2 separate regions of the Mus musculus genome follow, and region 2 is linked to region 1. Evidence: chromatin contacts called from public promoter capture Hi-C data. All regions are on one chromosome and are shown on one strand. The core of a region is the stretch at or near the end of the contact, and the rest is flanking DNA. Distances in the headings are between cores, read along the strand shown.

What was found. Promoter capture Hi-C pulls out the DNA fragments that hold promoters and counts their contacts.
Region 2: a promoter capture Hi-C map of neutrophils shows a contact between it and region 1, with 6 times the contacts expected there. The contact joins the promoter of Slain1os here to the promoter of Uchl3 in region 1. A contact is called at or near these places in 4 of 39 promoter capture datasets (hippocampal neurons, liver, neutrophils and 1 more).

The regions. Positions count from the first base shown.
Region 1 is chr14:101,651,975-101,656,148 of GRCm38.p6, forward strand. It overlaps Uchl3 (ubiquitin carboxyl-terminal esterase L3 (ubiquitin thiolesterase)), which reads left to right and starts at 1,993. Exons shown (of 9, transcript NM_016723.2): 1 at 1,993-2,131; 2 at 2,234-2,245. The coding sequence starts at 2,090.
Region 2 is chr14:103,697,523-103,701,696 of GRCm38.p6, forward strand. It overlaps Slain1os (SLAIN motif family, member 1, opposite strand), which reads right to left and starts at 1,910. Exons shown (of 3, transcript NR_045148.1): 1 at 1,769-1,910. The region is part of intron 5 of Slain1 (SLAIN motif family, member 1); the gene reads left to right.

The sequences.
Region 1 (4,174 bases), core at 743-3,242:
AGCATATTATAGAACTTTGTCCCCTAGGAGATAAAAACAAACAAACAAACAAACAAACAACCCAAAGCTATATGGCAAAGGGACATTCAAACGATGGAGGCGATGACACTGAATTTTGAGCCCCATTTTACATTTAATGAGTCAAAATCTGTGCTTCAGATTCAGGCATCATTCATAGGTATGGTCCAGTCTGAGGATTAAGGCTCTTTGTACTATGTAGGGACATCCATGCCAATGTGAGAGTTAACCTAATAGACTAGAAGTAAGGAGATTGGACGTCTGATATGTTTGCAAGGGTTTGGGGGGATCCGCAGTTCTGTGGGGTACTAGGACCACTTCTCTATGGCAAAAGACACATTATTGCTACCATCCATGTTTGGTGAAGACTTTCCAGTGTGGATGCTTTGGGGTCTCCTATGCGTTTTGCCAACAATTCATTCTCCACGGTGTGTTAGCTAAGCCTGGTTTTCTCACTGGTGTCTCAAGGTAAACTTTAGTAGGATTGTATTTTGGTTTGCTGTTGAGTTATGAGGAAGCAGACATGGTATGTCTAACAGGGAAGAAATTCTCGTGATAGAGGGATAAGGATGTTGTGTGGCGTATTGGCCAAGCACTAAGAGGAGAAACAAAATGCAGAACTGCAGGAGTCTGGAGAAAAGCGGCTGTCTGAAAATTCCCCTGGCACCCCAAACAGCCCCAGTAGAGACTGAGACTATAGCAAGCACCACAAGAGATCAGGCAACTGCAGCTAACCGATCATGAGCCCAGCATTGCCAGATTTACCAAGTCATGAGGTTGGACAGATATGGCATCAAGCCATCAGACAAATAGGGAGGAGTCAAGGGATTACAAGAGTCACCGGGTTATAAAAATAATAGCCAGAGCATGCGTGGGAGAGTTGGAAATTTCCCAAGAAGGACAAATTCAGCATAATAATATTTTTCTCACTTCTTAACTAACCTTTCCCTGAAATCCTTCTCTTCGATACAGAATAGTAATATATATCAGATCAAATTTCTGGAGTCCTGCCATGACTCTTGGTTCCTACATATCAAAAGGATTGCTCCTTGAAATATCTTCTGCTTCTCTGTCTTCATAAATGTTACCTTGTGTCAACTTTCCTGTTTTTGCATTTCCCCACATAACTGACAGATGGTATTTCTGCATACATGATTATTCCACTTCTCTCTCCTTTGTGACACTGAGATTGGGCCCAGGGCCTCAAGCATGCTAGACAAGTGCTCTACCATTTCTCAAATAGCCCTTGAGAAATCTCCTATGTACTAGCCATTGAGTTAAACCCTGAAAAACAAACAAACAAACAAACAAACAAACAAAATCATTACATTTGTCATCCTGAAATTTAGTGGGATGGCGAATGGATTTCAAAATGCTGTTTAAAGTCCTTCAGTTTGTACCAAACAGTACATTGCCTGATTTCCTCTTTGTAGTGGCTCCATATTGTTTCTCAAGCAGAACTGAGTATCTATCTACCTATCACCTATATCCACCATTTACCTATTACCTGTATCTCGGGCAGTGCAATAACAGATAAGGCCAACATATCATTCCAGTATCCTCACAAAGGAGCAGGAAGACCATGATTCCAAGGAGTCAACCCCTCTGGCTTGGCTGCCTTAAGGCTAGCAAACCGGTCCCACTCTCACAGAGTAGGAATCCATGACGCGCCCCCTAGAGCTTCTGGTTGGCATTGCAAGAAGGTGAGGTTGCCTGCGAGCACGCGGCCCGGTGGCGCATGCGTAGAACTCGGGAGCTCGCTCGGGGGAAGGGAGAGTCCAAGTGTGAGGGGAGTTCACCGTTGATCAAAGCTTCTTTTTCTCATGAACTAGGACATGGCTCAGGCTTATCAGTTTAATTTGCCTTTTAACTTCATTAGTAACTCCAGGGCTGAGTCTCCGTAGGGAGAGATCAAGCGTCTTGGGGGTCGTGGAAGTCCATTCGTTGGTTTCCCCCTCGGGGCGGCGTTTGGATGGTGCCGGCCGGAGCGCGCGGGGGCGGAAGCGGCGGCGGCGGCGGCTGCGGCGGTGGTGGCGGCTGTCAGAGCTGGAGAGCGGCCGGCGGAGCAGTCATGGAGGGTCAACGCTGGCTGCCGCTGGAGGCCAACCCTGAGGTGAGCGCGGCCGGGTTCCGCAGCCAGGGCCTGAGCGGGTCGGGAGGCCGGCGCCAGCCCGCATGCGCGCGTCGCTAAACCCTCTTCTGTGTCTCGTTTCAGGTCACCAACCAGGTGAGTGCGGTCGGTGCCTGTCACCCCGGACCCCGGAGTCCTTCCCGCCTTCCCCGCCAGCCTCCCCGCTGGCCTTCACCTCTGCATCCCCAAGGATCCAGGGATCTCATCCCGGGCGGGCAGGCGGCCCCAGGCTGCGGCTGTGGGCGGCTCCGCCCCTCTCGGGCCACCACCTGGCTCGGGGAGATGCCGGTGCAGCGAGCGTCCTCTGTCCCTCCGTCGGACCCCGCGTCGCCGGCGCTGCCTGGGGCACCCGGGGTCTGAGGTTTGGTAGCCCCTCGCCTGGTATCCCCACCCCGTGCCTTTCCCCATCTTGGTTCGTCTCCTTGCCGTTGCGGGTTCCATCCTGTTCCTTGACCCTGTCCCTTCTAAGGTGACTAATTTGCCAACACTTCCTGACTCCCGGCTTTGTAAACTTGCCCACCCAGTTCTGGTAATTCCATCCACCTCCTGTACAATGAAATCACCTTTCAGTCATCTCTTGCCCCATCGAGGTCCTTCTCTTCCCTGCCACGCCCCCTTTCTCTCCCCGTCTTTCGAAGGTGGACCTGGTCCTTGCCTCCTGTACCACACAAAGCCCGGTTTAATGGTTGTCCTGCAATGCGTAGCCACCTGCTACTCTTAAAAGGGAGTTTGTTTTGGATACTGAAGGTTGGGGCTTGGGATGCCTTTCAGACCCCAAATTAGGTGGTGGAATGCATATATATATATATATATATTTGCACAGATATGTATTAATTAGCCTTTTTTTCTGCTCTCAGATTTAGTTCACCTTTAACAGTTCTCTTAGTTTGTTATATAGTTTTCTTCCTTTTCTTCCATCTTTCTTCTCATAACCGAAGGATAAAGATCTATTATCAACGTTTAAAAATGCTTTTTTGAGACCAGACATCGTGGTACATGTCTGCCAGTATCAGCGTGTGGGAGGCTGAGGTAAAGAGGATTTTGAGTTCCAGCCCAGCCTGAATTGAAATGCTGCCTAAAAACCTGCTCCCTTCCTCCAATTATTATTATTATTATTGTTATTTTTAACGGTTTTTTTAAAAGCATTTTAGCAAATTCTTTGTATAAAACACACAGGCTTTATGTTAGAGGTGACATCCTTTGTCTTTTGGAATTTTTGAAAGTGTTTTCATTTATTTTGTTTCATTTATTGTTTCATTGATTTCGGGTGGAGGTCAGAGGACAACTTTCTAGATTCAGTTCTCTCAGTCCCTCAGGTGGGTCCTTGGGATTAAACACAGGTCTTCTGTATTTGCTGGTGGGAGGAGCCTTGACTCACTGGCCTGACTCCCTGTAGCTTATGTGGGTTTGTTATATATTTTTGTTAGCATCAGTTCCTATCTTCTTAGTAAGGTGAACTGTGTAAAGTTTAAAAGCCAGCACTTCCCCGTTGCCTTGCTGTTCACAGCACCCTTTCTGGAAGAGGCCAAATTCCTTTTGTTCTTGACTTTGAAATTTGCTCATCTCTTTCCCTAGTGCATTTTATTTTGTCAAGAGAAAAATCTCAAAGAATTTCCAACTTCTGTGCATAAGAAGAAGTGTGTATTTGAGCTGTAAAGCAAAGTGATTTTTACACTTTAGCGATAGCAATTTACTATATATGTGATAGCTTTCGCTCCATTGATCTGTCTGTTCCTCTTTCGGTTATCGTTCTCTTTGTTGTGGCTTTATAAGTCCTCAAATTGTATGAAGCCAGCATTGTACCTTTTCTGAATTGTTTAGGCTTTTCTAATTGCTTTACCTTCCAAATAAATTTTAGAATGCTTGTCAATCTGTACAGAAACTTGATTGGTGAATGTGGCAATTGGATAGACATATTCTGAGGGGTGTGTCTTTACTACAGTGGATCTTGTCATCTTTGACCAAGGTGGATCATCACTTAATTAGGTCTTTGATTTCTCCATCGGTGTTTGATAGTTTGAGCAC
Region 2 (4,174 bases), core at 660-3,159, 2.0 Mb after region 1:
CTGAGTTCTTTTGGACCCTGGCAGCAGGGGTCTGAGTCTCAGCAGACTCCTCACTCCCTTCTGCACCAAAAACACAGTCTTTTCTGCTGTCCTGTCTAACTGGAGCTCTGGCCTTCTACTATGAGAGTCATTAAATGCAAATTTTTTGTTGTTGTTGTTTTGTTTGCCTGCTTCTATAAACATCTTCCAAATTCACAAATTCCTCCTTGCAAACCAGTAGCAGAGGCTTAGGAACCACAAGGTCATAGGGTCAGAGCAGCCACCCAGCTTCCAGTGTTTTGTTAGGTTTTTGATCACTATGACACATAACCAAGAGAAGCCACCTAAAGGGAAGAAAAGTCCATTTTGGTTCAGTGATGCATGTGTCAGCCCATGACTGACTGGATTGCTCTCGGTCTGAGGCATAGCAGATGTCATTCTGTGGGAACAGGTAGATGAGGAAATTGTTGACTGCCCAGTAGCCAAAAGAGACATAGGAAGGGCTTAGGGACAAGGTATGTCTTCCTGGGATATGACCAATGACCTGCTCTATCCCAGTAGGCCCCATCTCCTATTGTTTCCAGTACCTCTCAGAAAAAGGCCACCAGCTAGGAGCTGAGGCTTCAACACAGGATCCTTCTTGGTGACATTTTATGGTCAAACCACTAACATGAAAGATATGTCTATGTATATGCAAATGTTCTACAACATGCGGGGCTGGAGAGATGGCTAAGTGATGAACTGGCTGCTCTTTCAGAGGACTCCAATTTGGTTCCTAGGCCACATCATAGCTCACAACCTTTTGTAACTCTAGTTCTAGGGGATATGATGCCGTCCTTTGGACTCTGGACACTAGGCATACACAGACATACATTCAGTCAACACACCCACATGATTGATTGATTGATTGACAGATGGTAGAAATATATATGTGTGTGTGTATAGTAGAAGATATATAGATAGAATATAGAAGATAGATGGATAGTTGGATAGATAGATGTAGATGATAGACAATAGATTGATAATTTCTCAAGTTTGAAAACATCCCAAATGTTAGTCTAAGGCTTGTTTCCCAGCATTTTAGATAGAGCACTCAGCCTGTGTCATGGTTTACTGATTTTTACCAGGCTGTGAGCTCTGGACTTGGACCTTGGTTCGTTGTGAATGAATGAGTGAAATAAACATGAGTTCATGAATGAATCTATATCCATTAAATAGTTAAATTAGTAGGGTGTCTAATGAAGGCAAAGCTGATTCACGAATTTACTAATGATGCAAAACAGAGAGGCCTGTTCACTGACTGATGTCAGTTATTTTTAGACAGCAGGCTAATTATGAAGAATTTTACCTGAGGAAAAATATACATTCTAGGTCTGAGTAAATGAAGACTAACAGTGTAAGTATGAAGCAATAGAAAAATGTTTCGTCTTTAGCAAATATAGGACGATAAGGAATGTGTTGATTGTAACTTTGTGTGTGGACAATAGTCTTTGAGTGCCATAATAATTAACACAACACAAAATAGGAAGGAGTGTTCATGATTTTGGATTTCTAGCTTTGAAATACTAAAAAACTAATGCGAGCATGTTGGAAGGAAATGGCCTGTGGCCAGAGCTGAGACCATCTGAACTGCAGAGTAAATAATAATAGATTATAATTGATAGTGCCATATAAATATCTCTGGGTCCATGCTTAACAAAGCAAAAAACAAGGGATGGATGGGGGGGATTCTCTATAGGCGGGATTCTATTTAAAATACATAAAGAATTAAGATAGAAAAGTCACGTACAGGAAAGCAGAACAAACAAGAGGCATTACTGTGCATTAGGTCGGTCACTCTGCGGTTTGGATGGGAATGGCCCCCATAGCTCTACATTTGGATGCTTGGTCAACAGGGAGCATCAGGATTGGTCGATAGCATTAGAAAGGAGGAGGAGAAACAGCCTTGTCGGAGGAAGTGCGTCATTGGGGGTGGGCCTTGTTGGAGGAAGTGCATCACTGGGGGTGGGCCTTGTTAGAGGAAACTCAAAGCCCACACCAGACCAGTCTCACTCCCTTTGTTCTTGTGGCTATGGTCCCCAGCTCCAGCCCCAGCACCTGCCTGTATGCCGCCCTGCTCCTGTCATGTCAAGCCTCTCAAACTGTAAGCAAGCCCCCAGTTAATTGCTTTCTCCTTTGAGAGTGCCATGGTCATGGTGTCTCCTCACAGTAACTCAGATGTTCCCATTTCAGGTTTAGGGCTTAGGATTCTGCAGAGGCTGGGGAGAAAACTTCATCAACAAAGGACTGTGTCGTCAGACTGGACCTCGGGTTTTATGAAATCCAGGCATCATAACCTTCCTGACTTTTTCATTTCTTACTTATAAAACTCAAATGATGTCTATCTTTGCTATTTTCTTCTGGTAGCTATTATTTCTTTTTAATGTGGGTCCCTTACATATTTTGACTGTAAGGGACATAGTTCATCAGTAGGACCCTTCTTTTTTTCTTTTTTTTCTTTTTTTGTTTTTTTGAGACAGGGTTTCCCTGGCTGTCCTGGAACTCACTTTGTAGACCAGGCTGGCCCGGAACTCAGAAATTCGCCTGCCTCTGCCTCCCAAGTGCTGGGATTAAAGGCGTGTGCCACCACCGCCCAGCCAGTAGGACTCTTCTTGAAAGCTACTCTGTACTGTCATTTCAAATGAAATTGGACTTTCATTGAGTCCACCAGACACTTTTGGGTGAATCAGCAGCAGTCTAAGCATTCCATATTAATATGTAGTAAGGTTTTGTTGATTTAAATCTTATTCAATGTGTCTTGGCAATGTTTTATAGACTTTTGTTTTGAGAGATTCTATAGCTCTAAAATTAAGCTTATTTCAAAGTATTTACTTTTTTATAAATAGTGGGTTTTTTTTTCAAATTTAGCTTCTACTAGTTTTATGGTATATCAGTTTTCTCCTTTCTATAATAAAACACCTGAGAAGCAATTAAGGAAGGAGGAGTTTATCTTGGCTCACAATCCATCATGGCAGGAAGGCATGGAGCAGGTGGCTGGTCACATGACATGTGCACAGGGAGGCAATACAGGTGCTCAGCTGGATGTTTTCTTTCTGTGCAGTCTAGAACCCAGCCGATAGCATGGTGCTACCCACATTCAGGAGAGTTCTTTCCTCCTCAATTGAAGAACTCCTGGAAAGCCTTCTTTGCCCAGGGCCTGTGTTTCCATGGTGATTCTAGTCTGGTCGAGTTGACAGTGAAGAGTCACAGTCACAGATGCTAATTAGGATGTAATTGTTCTTCCTGTTTTGGTTTTCTATCCAGGGACCTTGCTGAATTCACTTCTCCTAACAGTTGAGGGGCTCAGTATGTACTCAACTTAGTAGGTTCACATTACCAACAAAGCAGGTTGAAGAATGTTCCTAAAATTGCAACTGAGACAATGCAGTCTTCCATTGTCATGAGAACAGACCACCATGTGCTGGAACACCACATAGTAACACCATAGCACGTAGGGCTCTCATGCACCTAATATCGGGTAAAAGGAGCTCCACACGAAAAGGAACATGGGATGGGATTCCAGTGTAGGGATGGGCAGCGTGCAGTGACAGAAGAGGAAATGTGTTCTCTCGGGAGATGTTCTCCCTGGGGTGGAGTATGGGAGTCTCTGAGAAGCTCGTGACACTGTCCTTCTTGAGATGGGGGATCATGAGCATGTTCACTGAAGAAGGTCACCAGCATGTGTACTTCAGGCTGATTATAGATAGTGTTTCTGAGAAGATGAGCCAGATTCACTTACTGCACTGTGTTAATTAACAGATTTCTTTTAATTTAAAAACGTTGGTAAAATGTTAAGGATTCTAAGGAATATGTTTGTGCCTACAGATATCACTCCTGACTTCCTTTCTGTGATGACAACTATCAAATCGTCCCCATGTTTGTTTTCATGTGGCCATCGTTAGAAATATATCAAGAAATTTTCACGGGGGCTGGAGAGATGACTCAGTTTTTGAGGGCACTTGTTGCTCTTCTAGAACCATTGAATTCAGTTTCCAGCATCCACATCAGGTGGCTTGCAACCATCTGATGCACACATACACACACATACACACACACACACACACACACACACACACACACACATGTGCTCGTGAGCACATATACACACACACTCATACACATACACACACACACTCATAGGCACACTCACACACAC